3 separate regions of the Mus musculus genome follow, and regions 1 and 2 are each linked to region 3. A link is a contact called in public promoter capture Hi-C data. All regions are on one chromosome and are shown on one strand. The core of a region is the stretch at or near the end of the contact, and the rest is flanking DNA. Distances in the headings are between cores, read along the strand shown. Region 1 holds the start of Tnfrsf19 (tumor necrosis factor receptor superfamily, member 19). Region 2 holds the start of Pinx1 (PIN2/TERF1 interacting, telomerase inhibitor 1). Region 3 holds the start of Rnaseh2b (ribonuclease H2, subunit B).

The links. Promoter capture Hi-C pulls out the DNA fragments that hold promoters and counts their contacts.
Region 1: a promoter capture Hi-C map of pre-B cells shows a contact between it and region 3, with 4 times the contacts expected there. The contact joins the promoter of Tnfrsf19 here to the promoter of Rnaseh2b in region 3. A contact is called at or near these places in 5 of 39 promoter capture datasets (the C10 cell line, hippocampal neurons, liver and 1 more) and 1 of 484 Hi-C or Micro-C datasets (CD4 T cells).
Region 2: a contact with region 3 is called in a promoter capture Hi-C map of liver, with 4 times the contacts expected there. The contact joins the promoter of Pinx1 here to the promoter of Rnaseh2b in region 3. A contact is called at or near these places in 1 of 39 promoter capture datasets (liver) and 1 of 484 Hi-C or Micro-C datasets (CD4 T cells).

Annotation. Positions count from the first base shown.
Region 1 is chr14:61,045,164-61,049,526 of GRCm38.p6, reverse strand. It overlaps Tnfrsf19 (tumor necrosis factor receptor superfamily, member 19), which reads left to right and starts at 2,672. Exons shown (of 10, transcript NM_013869.5): 1 at 2,672-3,412. The region is part of intron 2 of Gm41167 (a long non-coding RNA gene); the gene reads right to left.
Region 2 is chr14:63,858,916-63,863,841 of GRCm38.p6, reverse strand. It overlaps Pinx1 (PIN2/TERF1 interacting, telomerase inhibitor 1), which reads right to left and starts at 3,530. Exons shown (of 7, transcript NM_028228.3): 1 at 3,395-3,530. The coding sequence starts at 3,413.
Region 3 is chr14:62,330,582-62,335,018 of GRCm38.p6, reverse strand. Rnaseh2b (ribonuclease H2, subunit B) reads right to left here and starts at 2,951. Exons shown (of 11, transcript NM_026001.3): 1 at 2,843-2,951. The coding sequence starts at 2,903. Gm41173 (a long non-coding RNA gene) reads left to right here and starts at 2,964. Exons shown (of 2, transcript XR_874686.3): 1 at 2,964-3,157.

The DNA of each region.
Region 1 (4,363 bases), core at 1,423-3,922, 1.3 Mb after region 3:
AGGCTGACTCTCCAGCTGCATAGTCAAGTGGCCAAAGTGCAACTTTGTAAAGAGAGTAAGAGTTGCCATTTATGCTGTGATAAGGAACCAGGAGTTAATGACAAAATGCTGTGGCTGAGTGTTCCTAAGATAGCTGTGTCCCAGAATATGTGACATAATACTTGTTAATAGCAACAGGCACCATGCTGCTGGTTCGTGTAGTTATGTGTTTATGTTTTTTCATTATCAATAGTATATGCTTTCTTATTTAAAAAAAAAGGTCACTGTAACACTGTAACACTGTAACACAGGCCTGTTACTCTGCCACTATCCACTCCATCTTCCAACTGCATCACCTTCTCTGAGTTTGAATTTAATATTACTTGGTTCATCATGAACAATATACTAATCTCTCTCTCTCTCTCTCTCTCTCTCTCTCTCTCTCTCTCTCTCTCTCTCTGTGTGTGTGTGTGTGTGTGTGTGTGTGTGTGTATACCAGATTCCCTAAGTGTATGGTAGATAACACTATCTAGATTTGTGTAACCCATTCTGATGTTTGCATGATAGATTTCTCAGAAAAAAAAATCCCCATAGTTAAATGACACATGACTTTATGTCAAGTATAGTGATAGGTTCCTGGACACAGAATATCTAATTTTATTTCACTTATCTGTGTTCTCTTTTAATCTTTAAAATTATTACATTTATTTATTTATTTATTTATTTATTTAATCGTGTGTGCATGTGAGCTCAGTGAATAACATGTGGGTCCTAGGGATGAAACTTAAGTCATTTGACTTGGCAGCAAGTTTCTTGACTGGCTGAATGATTTTGCCCACCTTCTTCTGTGCCTCCTGGAGGTAAAGGGGATGAGCCTCCCCTTCAAGCCCTCAACTGCCTTCAGAGTCTCAAGGGCTGGGCCACACACATCTCACATTGCAGGAAGTTCAGTTGAGCACAGTGCAAACAAGCCGTCACTCTTCCTTGGAGACCAGCCTTTAGCCACCCTCTGCATCTGGGGACAGCTGGGGCTCTAACATCAGGGTTGATTCATTTCCCACATGGATAGTTCTTGTCTCAGAAAAGACCAACTCAAGTGCATAGGGCTAAGGCATTTGAGCAACCAGTGTTGCTTTGTGAGATTCACGTAGAGCTGGTTTGACTGGCGTGTTCCTTGAAGCTGTAGCTTCCAGATGCCTTCTGGAAGCTTCTAGAAACATAAGCATCTGAATTCAATCCTTGCCCATTTCCCATGGGTGGTAAACTGTAGAGACCTGTAAGCAACTTGCTCACCCAGAGATAAGAGCACCTAGCAGTTTCCATTGGCTCTGGAACAGCAAACTTGATGAAGGCTCTGGGCATGGACCCTAGACCATGGAACATCTGGGTTACCTCAGAGAAAAGTCAGCCTTCTTGGAAATAGTTTGCCCCTGATTTCATGAGTCCTTGGAGCTCAGGAGCTCTGTAGGTACAGGTGTCTTGGGATAGTATGCAAAAGCATGCCTGCTCATTTGAAGGATGTGAGGCTGGGTACATTGTTCAATTGGTGGAGTGCTTGTTTAATATGCATGAAGCCCTAAGTTCAGAAACCATAATCACATAAACTGAATGTAGCAGTGGATGTCTGTAATTCCAGCCTTTAGGAGGATCAAGAGTTCAAAGCTGTCTTTGAATAAACAGCACTTTTGAGGCCAGCTCATGACACTGGAGACCCTGTCTCGAAAAGGAAAAAGAAAACAAACAAGTACAAAGTAAGCCCCATGTGTCTCAGGGACATTTCAGAGATGGAGGGCATGAACAGGCCCTGGGGTTCAGCCTCCACCTCCCACTGGGGAAAAATACTGGAAACCAAATAGATCTATTTAAGTGTTACAATGAACTCACAAACCAAGTATTTTGCCATCAAGATTTACACAGGAATCAAAGACAGCTGGAGATAGACAGGGCATAAACTATTTTTAAATATCACACCAGGAAAAATGAGATGCAACTGATAAGAGAAGGAAGTCACAGGAAGGAAGTGGGTTCCTCTAAGGGTGCTGCAGATGATATTTTTCAGTGCCCTTCTGCAAACAGATGCAGTTCCATCATATAATGGAAATCTTTTCTCTCTCCCAGAATAAACAGCTCCATGTTCAAAAACATGCCACATTCCGACCACAGTGCTTTACCAGCCTCGTGGGTATTCTAAACAACGGACACTAAGTTCCGTTTTACAGTACAGAAAATAAGGTGGCGATTTCTCAGCTGGATCCAAACTGTGATTTGTGCTTTGCCTGGGACAGAAGCTGTGGAGTGATTGCAAGCAAATGCTTTCCTCTAAGTCACCTTTCTGTGACTTTTAGGAGTCGCTAGAGGTATCCATGATTGCAACTCAGAAGGAAGGCATCCTTTGTTGTTGTTGTTTTATTAGGACCCCAAATTTAGATTAACAAGCTTCTGACCCAGGTGTCCAGTGAGCTAGTGGCGGTATCTCTGTAAGTTGTAGTATCCACTCCTTCACTCAATGAAAGCCATACTTGACTGGCGCCACCTGTAATACTTTCACCAGGAAAAGACATTTTACTAATTCTTAAAGACTTGTCGCAGTATGTGTGTGTTGGGGTGGGGAGCCGCGCGCGTGGGGTTGGGGGTGGGGAATCAAGCTTTTTAAAACGTTTGCCTGTGACCCTGGCGGTGTAAGGCAGGTGTTCGGAGAAACGGCCTAATTAAACACTGCTGTGCCGCTCTGCTGCGTTTCGGACTACCCTGCTCTGGTAGGGACTTCGTGCTTTTTGTCACAGGCAGCGGCTTGATGCTGTCTACTGGAACCTGCAACGATCCAGGACCTTACAGGCCCGGAGCACAGAGGCCCAGAGCAGTCCTGGTGTGTCCCTCCCAGCCAAGAGACACACTGCAGGGCTGTCGCGGGCGAGGCACAGACCAACGCGACTAGAAATCAGGCTGACTGGCTTCTCCCGGCCAGCCCCACGGCACGGCATGATGTCATGGGAGCTGCCACTCAGCGAGATGAAAGGGATGCGGCGCAGCAGCGCTGGCACTAGGCAGCCCAGCTGGGGCACCGCGAGAGAGAGCTGCAGATCCAGCCGCTCAGCCCAGGCTGGGGAAGCCTGCTCTCCAGAGCTGGGGCAGAACAACGTGGCCCACGTTTAACAAAAGAACCAGACGGTAGCGAACTTTCTAGATCTGCGCGCGTAGCGAGTAAACTCAGCCTTGCCTTTGATGCGCAGCAACTGATCGGCGATCAGATTACAGGCACTCCATCTCCTAGTTCGCCTGCCTTTGATCTGCGCGGGTAATCCATTTTCCTGGATTTGAAGTTTGTCTGGGCTTGCGCCCACACACATTTTTGGGAAGGTAAAAGCGTTTGGCGCGGAAGTGCTACCAAGCTGCGGAAAGCGTGAGTCTGGAGCACAGCACTGGCGAGTAGCAGGTAGGCGTTCGTGTGTGGTTGGAACTTTCACTGCGTTTTCCTCGCATGTTCAAAGGGGGAAAAATGGCTATCAGCTCCCAGCAAGCATGCCTGAAGCCAAGTCCAGCACCAGGCTGCGTGCACGTGAAACTGAATTTGATTCTTGATGCAATTGTTTCGCGGTTTGCACAAGAGTTTGATATCTGTCATGCAAATCTTACTTGGAAGTGAGTAGTTCCAACAGGACAAAAACAGAGCCTCGCTAATGTTTGTTGCCAGCAGGGTTTCAGACGCTGGAAGCTGGGCTGGAAAACCTCCTCTTACTTTATTTAGAAACGGTGGGATTCTGTTAACACCCCCTCACTCCCACCCCACCTTCCTTTCTCTTCCCCTATCTCCCCCCACCCTACGGAGCAAAACTCCTCTCTAGCAATCCTAGCAATATTACTACTTTATTCTCCGGCCTCCGGGAGATGTGAATCTATCGCACATGTGTCCTTGCCATTCGCATTCCCAAGGGAATCTCTGCAAAGGCATTTAGGACTGAAGCCTTTCAAGTGTAAAGCGGAGGAACTCGGAAACAGGGAGCGCCAAGCTGCGTTAGGTTTGGCTAAAAATACCCAAGCCAGGCTCTGTAACCTCTGAAAATAGGAGAAGCTTTGTTTACAGAAACACTCCCGAGGTTAATATTCTTAAATTAACATTTACTCTAAATATATAGTGACAGCTGTTGTGAGTTACAATTTGCCAACTGTTTACCAAAACTATCTGGCAATCAACAGTTATTATGTTACATGAAGTATTTTAGCCACATTTTCACTTCAATTAGTGCCCTACAAAACCAAATTATACTGGGCACCCAGCTTGCCAGTTAACTGCTACTTGTGAATTCATAACTTCTACACACACACACACACACACACACACACACACACACACACGCACGCACGCACACATACACATACACACATG
Region 2 (4,926 bases), core at 2,281-4,780, 1.5 Mb before region 3:
AGTATCTCAATGAAGGGAAATATTCTTACCTTTTTGACATGAAAACCCAAGTCTGAGAACAGGCCCTGCATCGCCTAGACATGGTGGAGCTGTCCCTGATCGCAAAGGCATGGGTGAGTCAGCCCTGAGGGTGGGAGAGCTGTCCCAGCCCCTCATAGGCTGCAGCACTTAGGAGAAAGAGTCCCCACACCTTGACTGGGCAGCACACTCTGGGAGTGTGGGTGTGAGTGAGCCAGGCCTAGAGCTTGAGAGCAGAAGAGCTGACTCTGCCTCCTGGGGATAGTGGCACTGGATGGGCTAGCTGGAGCAGTGCTGGAGAGCTCGCCTGCTCTGGTGCTGTGGATACGTGAAAGTCAGGGGGCTGACCAGCTCAGCCACTACCCTGGCCTGGATTTGAGTTGGAGCTGCAGGATCTCCATGACACAGGACAACAGCAGGATAACCAGGAGTCCCAATGAGGATCTAATATTGATGGTGTCACAGAAGCCAGAGGTCTGGAACCAGACCACTGACTCACTGCAATAAACATTTGCAAGTGAAGATGTGTGGACAGCAGGACATACTGGGAATACACTGTGACACACTACAGCTTCAGTGATGATAGGTTGTCTATGTGTGGCTTGTATTGTTTGTATGTGTTTTATTTTTTGGGGGGGGAGAGGTTGTATGGCGAAGGAGGGGACAAGGAGATGAGTGGGACTGGGGTGCATGATGTGAAACTCACAAAGAATCAATAAAAAGTTGAAAAGAAAAGAAAAGAAAAAGCTGAGTCTAAGAGAACAAAATCTGCCTACTGTCCCCAAGTAAGGCCCCAAATCTTTTATACACATTTCAACACTTACTATTTAAGGTACTGGTAAGATGGAGACTCATGTAGCACCCAAGTTAACCTTAAATTTTAGCAGGCTGGAGCGATGGCTTAGCAGTTAAGAGCGCTGGCCGTTATTTCAGAGGACCAGGGTTCAATTCCCAGCACCCATATAGCAGCTCAAAACTGGCTATAATCCAGTTCCAGAGAATCTGACACCTCATACAGGCAAAACACCAATGCACATAAAATAAAAATCTTTTTTAAAATGTTTTTAATTTAAAAAATTGCTATATAGCTAAGGTACCTTCAAATTCTGATCCTACTGTCTCTATCTCCCAAGTCCTGGCATTATGAGTGTGCACCACCATGCCCAGATCAACTTACATTCTAAATTCACAATACACAAGTCATTATGGCCTTAGAAAGAATCAATTGAACATCATGGTTAACAGATGATACATCTCTGCTTATTCAACACCATCATGGATTCACTTAGCCTCCAGAACCATCTGTGGCACTTCACATACCACTTGCACTGTGCTGTTTATACCCATCTTCCCTCCCTTAAGTGTCATAATCAATCCTTCATCCTTACACCTCATTACAAGGAAGATAAAAAACACTCTGTCCATAGTGGCACCTGATAAGGATGCATGGATACATAAAGGAGTCTGGTAGGAGAGAAGTAAAGGAAGAAAGGAAAAAGGAATGAATAGCTGAAATAAGGGGAACGGCCCTGGGTTTCAGGTAAAGCTTTCTCCGAAATGAATATAAATAACTGGTCCCTAAGAACTCAAGCTTATCACTGTAGCTTTATTGTCTGCTATCTGAGACAGTCGGGCTCTGTAGCCTAGGGTGGCCTTGAACTGGTAACCATCCTCCACCACTTGGCAGGGATCACAGGCATGAGCCATCACATCTGGCTTCACTATTACAAATTTGAGGAAAAACTATGACCCACTAGGTCAATAGAACATGAATCTGAACCTAAAGGTGAGGCCAAGTAAGAAATCCGGAGATTGAATGTCATTACTGCTAACCCATGGCATTCATTGAAGCACACTAACATCAATGGCCTCAAAACTGAAAAAGATCACAACATCTACTCAAAAGAGCTCACTGTGTTGCACGTAAAATCAGTAGGGATCCTTATCTATAAACACCCCAGCAAAACCAAGAAACACTATAAGCATGCAGGCCGGGGGTGGGGGAGGGCACCACAAAGCAAACTGAGTTGTGGATTCAAATTTGCAGTGCTATACCTGGGGAGGGAAAGCTGATCCAAAAACTTGTTCCATAGATACCAGCTCAACAACCTGGTATATAATATACTCAGCACAACACTGTCTTGCTCATGAGCACAGCAAAGACAGCCATATTAACCAGTGCTCTGCATGTGTGTGTCAGACCCATGTGTGGAGAATGCCTGCCAAGGGTTGCTGACCAAGGTTTGTAAGGAGCCCGCCTCTCCCCTAAGAAAGGCATCCCTGTCACATACTGACCCAAGATGCACTGCCCTGCTGCATAAAGAACTGGCTGTCAGGTCACTTGTTCATCCTGTATACCACTGACATTCCAAACTAGATTCATCCAGTTACCTCACTAAAATCTTTAAAGCCTGGGTGAGGCAGAGACTAGTTCATTTTCATGGAAGTAGAGACCAGGTGAACTGCCAGGAAGAGGGATCTACCTAGAAAGAGCAGTTTCCAGTCTATAACCTATTGAGCTGCCTTCAGGAAAAGCAGTGTGCTCCACTAAAACATGCTTTGTTCTAAAACGCCACAGTGACTTTTTTTGTTTGTTTGTTTTGTTTTTTCGAGACAGGGTTTCTCTGTGTAGCCCTGGCTATCCTGGAACTCACTCTGTAGACCAGACTGGCCTCGAACTCAGAAATTCGCCTGCCTCTGCCTCCCGAGGGCTGGGGTTAAAGGAGTTCGCCACCACTGCCCGATAGACACGATGGCATCTTTTAAAAAAGAAAATAATATGTTTATGTTCTTTGATAGCTACACAACTTCCAGGAAAAGTTAAAAGCCAGTTCTTTGTGAGCATCACACGACTGCCAACTGGTGGCAAGAATCCATAGCTACACGTAGTCTCATTCAGGAACAAAGTAGCTTCTGGGGAGGGAATTAGTGGACTTCAGAGGCTAACCACAGCTACTATCTCTCAGTCTCGATTAAAACCATTCATCAGCCTGCACTCCGGTCAAGAACTTATCACTGCCTGACACTTGTAATCCTTCTGCTTTTTTCCTCTGGGTCCAATACATTTTGGACAGTTGGAATTCAGGGCCTGAAGCGATGCTATGGGACCTATCTTTGTGAAACCCCAGGACACTTGGTTCGAGCCTGGAAAAGTGAAAGAATCTCCAGGAACAACAGTCTGAGACTCGGTGTCCTGAATGTCGGAATGCACGCGTGCGCGCACGACCCGAGCCTTTAGTACCAGGAACTGAGTCTGCGGGACGTTGCTGTTCTCTGTCCCTCGCGGGCCCGGCAGTCACTGCTGTCCCCACTCGGGCCTGAACACCCGCGCCCCCGTCATCCCATCACCCGGTCGTCCAGCTCGGCAGACACTCACGCTCTGCTAGCATCGACATTGTCTCAAGTTTGTCGAACGCTGCCTCTGGCCTGACGCCCAGCGGTTATGAGGAACCTGAAGCGCGGTTAAGGAAGAAGCCGGCTCGGAAAGCACGCCGGGTGGAGAGCTTCGCTGGGGCGCGTACTACTGACGTCACCACGCGCGACTCGCTACCAACTGCATGAAGCGGAGGGGCGGACCCGCCTTGGGGGACTGAGGCACAGATTCTTTCTAGGGCTGGGGCAGAGCTGGTTCGTGCGCAGTTCGCAGTTTAACTCTGAAAGCGGGTGTGCAAGCAACCTTAGAGTTGTCCGGGGTTCTGTGAACCATGGGTACATTTAAAGAGCTGGAGAGACGGCCGAAGAGGAAGGTATTGGCACTGGAAGGGACCTATGCTCTTCACACTCTACCTCTGCCCATTGTGGGATGCTGAGAGAGGAGGGAGGGAGGGAGAGAAGGCAGAAACAGCCACCTAGCTGGCAAAGTCAAATGAAACACCGTGGTTTTGTGCTTAACGGCCGGCCGAGAAATGTTAACTCTTTCGTGGTCTTCGCTGTGACAGACTTAAATCCCAGAGGCCTTTCCCAGTTCCATCGCTCTCCCTGGCATTTTTGCTCAATGCGTCCTGTCACATTCTGTTCCCTCTTTTTGCTGTCCTGTCTCCTCCAAAGGTGTGACCTCAGCTATCTCCCACGCTGTTTATTTGCCCTTTTTTCCTCTAGCCTCTCCCTTCAACGTCCCTTTCTTTGTCAAGGCTTCGACTTCCAAATAGACCTTAGCTTTTCTCAAATCTTCTTTGTTTAGCCATGCCTTCAGCACCGGCCAGTGCCCTTACCTTCCAAAGGCTCTTCTTCCCTCGTTTTGTCTTTCCTTAGGAAGGTCACATCCATTTTTCATCAGACCTAACAAGATACCATGTAGACCCCCGATGCACTCAGGGCAACTCTTCTATGATGCAGTGTGCTGGTGAAATAGGGCTGTGCTGGAGGACCTGAGAATCAGGCATGACTGTCACGTTTACCTACCTGTAAGATGAGGACATTGATAGCCCCCAGCCAAGAATGATTGTGTACTTGACCACCAATTATTAACAAGAAAGAAGAGGCAGTAAATGTGACCGTGTGGCAATGGGGCTGGGTCTGACCAAATCACCTACTTAGGATATCTGGGCTTTGCCCCAAATCCTTTCCCTTTCCCTGGGCCAGGGTTCCTGTTCTAGATAACCAAGCCCAAGCCCAGGTAAACGGTGAGCTTTAAAGAAGGAGGGCACACAGGAGCATTTCCTCACATTCAGTGAGGACACCAGCTTTGATGTATGACCCCTCACTCCTCTCTAAAAGATCTTTACAGGACAAGGCAGATTCACCAAAGAGTAGAATTCCTGGTGAGTGTCCCTGGATCACAGCATCAGCTACCTTTGAAAGTCTTTGTCCTTTGTTTGTTTGAAAACATCTTTGGGGAGCATCGTAAACTTCTATTGTCCATTAACCCCAGTTTAAGAAGAATTGGAGGAGCAAGTGTGGAGAGGACAG
Region 3 (4,437 bases), core at 1,702-4,201:
TGCTGATTAAGGACGTTTTTACTCAAGCTATGTGGGCCTATATACAAGAGTCCTACGTGATTTTCATCTCTCCCCCCCCCCCCGCCCCCAGAACTCTAGGGTTTTCAATGTACACATTTCCTGGGAGGTGAATCCTGTTAACAGTCTTCCCCAACAGCCGCAGGCAGTCTCCTGCCTACTCTAGTGAGCTGATGTGCTCCTGACTAACTCTCACAACTGGCCCAGCTCAGTAGACCAGACAAGTGTACAACAGATTGACAAAAGAAAACCAGTATTAAGAATATGACCTTCTGGAACCTTATAACATGTTCCCAAAGTAACTGGTCTTAGAGTAATTAAACAGCAGTGTAGCATTCCCAATTACATCGGAGGTGCAGTATGCTCATTCCAGATGCAAAGACCCATTCCACCTTGCTGCAACACCCCAGCTTGTCTGTGAAAAGGAAGCTAGCACAGTCCACTCTCTGAGTTCCAGCTTTCCTTTGTCTAGGAGGCTTCAACTTAACAAAACAAAACTGAGAAGTACCCTGTAATCAACTTTAAGATGTAACCTTCGGGACATACCAGAGGCAACTTGAATGTAAATTAAATGTCAAGCCAAGGTTAGCTGCCTGTGCCCTGAATGTATACAAGCTCTGCTCACTTTCAGAACAGTGAACCCTCAAGCAGTCAAGCCTCAGGTGCGGTTACCCAGGACCCCAGCTCCCCAGGCTGGTCCTCGATACAGCAGTTCCGGGGGGTATTAGACCAGCCAGTAACGGTGCTTGAGTCTTTACTAGAAGAGCAAGCATATTTTTGGGTCTTAGCCCAGGACAGACTAGCTCAGAACCTTCACAAATGAAGTCTCACTCCCAGGAGGCCGGTGCCCTTACATTGGAGGGCAGACCCCATAGCTGCTATCAAACGTGTTTGGACCCTTAGAGCCTGCAGGTGGCACTAAAGGCCACCTGGAAGAGCAGAAGTCAGGAAGCCCAAGTTTTAAGTTTTAGAACCCTCAACCACTATCAGCCTAATGAGTAGGTGAGAGAGCACCTTGCCTGAAGGGTAAAAAAAGGTGAGAGGACAGACACCTCAGCTTTGAACAGAAACCAGGTGGCAATGCGTCTCACCCCTCCCTCCCAGTAGATCTACTACACCTTTCTCTTTGAGGGATGCATTCAACATCGAGTCTTTTCAGTTTTGTGCTTGGTACGATTATGACACACTTTAAGAAGGAAATTAATGTCAGTGAAACAGCCAACAAAACAAAACAAAACCCCTCAAATTATTGCAAACTACTATATAGTATTAACATGTTTGATTGCAAAAAGAATGATTAGGGATCCTACTACAAAAATCAAATATACTGATGTAACAGAAGGGTGAAAGGAGGCTCTCCCCTCTCCCAGCTAAACTAAGGTGTTCAGCTAGCCTTCTGATGGCTCACCAACACCAGGAATTCTCACTAGCTGCTTTACCAAGCACTATCAGTGAGGTTACGGCTTAACTGGACTCATCATAGGCAGCTGGAGTCAGGACGAAGCCGTATCAACCACTTCAGAAAACCATTCTGCAGAACTAAAGCTAACCCAACAAGCACCCAAAAGCAGCTTCCACTCCAGGATACAGACACTCCGAAGAAATGAATGCCAATGTCCACCAACAGCCTCAAAAGAATGCTGCCAGAGGTGTAACTCCTACTAGGTGCAAACCAGGAGGAACACCTAATGCCATCCATCCTCCGGAGAGTAGTAGCATTGATATGCATACAGCAAACCAGAAGCAATTTTTAAGAACCAGCCAACAAAACCCATGGAACAGCCATGGATGGATCTGGCAGACGTGGTACGGAGGGAAGGAAGACAGATACAAAAGTCACAGGGGTCCAAGCAGGCAAAACTAATTTGATGACAGAAAGCCTGGGGTTCTCTAGAAGACGGGTGTATGAGCTGCTAGCTGGAAAGCTACTCTTCTTGGTCAGCAGCATACAGGGTTCAGTTGAGTGAGCTGCAAACCCAAAATCCATACACTTGAATGTGTTTAACTTTTTACACAGGAGAGAAGCTGTGTATCCAAAGTAAGTGTCAGGTCGTTACATAAAGATTATAAAAATTATCATCACTGGATATCTATACCCTGGTGAAATATATTTGCTGTAAAAATGCTCTGCATTTGCTAAACTAAAACTCAAAATTAAAGTGACTGGGAAGTTTCCTTCTTCACGCGTATTCTAACATCAAATGTATCATTGTAAAATGACAGAGTGTTTCTGGCTTGCATTCCCTAACCCAAATTTATTTCACTTGCCCTCCTCATATGGCAATGGCTGTCGCATGCCACCACATGCCCTGATAGCTGGTCATCATCTACAGGGACACTGAGTGGCCTGGTTCTGGGATTTTTGACTGTCACCATGTCCTGGAATTGTTTCAAACCACGCTCACATAAACCCCATCCAGGCTCCCTTATGCCTGGCCACCCTTGCCTTTCCAGAGCAGCAGAGCGGCTCAGCATGGGACTACTGCGACCTCTGGTTTGGAGCTGGTAAGATTCTAGACGCTGAGCTACAGAGATCCAGTAACTCCCAGGGGACAGCAGAGTCCCGGGACCCCCGCTGCCCGCCGCAGGCCGAGTGGCTGGACCCGCCCCAGGGAATCCGCGCAAACGCTGCCGTCGCTTCCGGGTTTGGAGTTTTCCCGCGTGTTGTGACACGTGACCAGGATGCTTAGCAAAGCGCGGGGCACCGAATCCGGGTCCGCGCTCGCTAGGACCTTGCGGACCGGTGCTGGCCTGGGAAAAAAAAAAAACCCGCGCTGCCGCTGCCGCCACCAGCGACCTAGGCCCACGCGCCTCCCGCGTTTACCTGGAAGTAGGAACACTAGCTGCCTGGCCGCCAAGTCCCCGCGGTCCCGACCTCCGGCCATGGTCGCGCCCTGCCGGAAGTGGCGCCGAGGGGCCCGCCAACCGGGGCCACCAGCCTGCCTCCATTTCCGGGCCCGCCCGCTCGGCTTCCTTTTTTGAAATCTGCGCGGGCCCTGCTGTCAGTGGAGGGTGTGGAGCTCCTCGTTTTTCTCACTCTCATTCTACGGGCGCTGCTCGTGCGTGTATTTCATACATTGAGGTTCCTAATGCGGGCGAGCAGCCTTCAAATTGGCTGTGGGCCAATTTGATAGTTAAGGTAATTTTTTAAAGATACAACCCAAATTATGCTTATAATTTGGAGTTCAACATACGAATTTGTTATTTAGGATAAATCTTTAGAGTATTAACGAGACTTAGTTTGGGTGTGGTTTGGTTTTGACACAAGGTCCACCACCCAGCGGGGACTGACCTTCAAAGTATGCCGCCCTGGCTGGCTTTGAATACTGGATCAGGAACCTCCCAAGTGCTAGAATGGTTGTGAGCAAAAGTGGTGTCTTGTTGCCTAGGGCTCACCTCGGGGCTATAGAGAAAACAATTAAGCCCTGACTAGGGAGGTGGAGAGGGGATTCTCTCAAAGGGCCAGCTGCCGATCAGGAAGCTTGTTCTGAAGTGTTCTTTCTAGGCAGACTATGCACTTTATGTCTTTTGTTATCCAGTCTAGTGGCACTTTGTATTTTGTTTTTGTAGAGGGAGCAATGTGAGACACAGGCAACATAAATGTGGAGGTCTGAGTTATAAAGGTGGTCAAAGCTTTTGAGAAATTACATAGAGCAACCAGAAGTTGGTCTGGATCTTAAAACATAGGCTGAGATTCCCTCCTGAGGCATGAAGCCCTTAAAAATACCCACCTCTGAACAACAATATGAACTAACCAGTACCCCCAGAGCTCATGTCTCTAGCTGCATATGTAGCAGAAGATGGCCTAGTCGGCCATCATTGGGAAGAGAGGCCCCTTGGTCTTGTAAACTTTATATGCCTCAGTACAGGGGAACACCAGGGCCAAGAAGTGGGAGTGAGTGGGTAGGGGGGGGTGGTATGGGGGACTTTTGGGATAGCACTTGAAATGTAAATGAAGAAAATACCTAATTAAAAAAAATATATATATAATACCCACCTCTGACCAGACCATTGTAAGACCACGAAAAAATAAGGCCACGCAGGGACATTTCGTGATTCTCTCAGACAAAAGCAAGATCAGTGTCATTTGTGCAGCAACTGTCCCAGCACTTGGCCACAGTGAGAACTGCTTTACCCAGTACAGCTCTATTCCTGTGCTAGTCTCCCCTGGCTGTGGATAAGAGTCAGGAAGATGAGTCAGGATACAAAGACAGAAGAGGACTCTGGAGGGAAAGGGGTCCCCCTAGGACTGGCTTTGCGTTTCATGCTGGCTGAGAATTAAGAATTTTGACTCAATTGGACCATCAAGGTGGTTCAGTACACAGAGGATTAACAGGATTCCCATGCCCAGCCACAGAGAAATCACTGCACACTGAGGGATTAATAATGGAAATGGTTTTTAATGATAGTGTGTGTGTG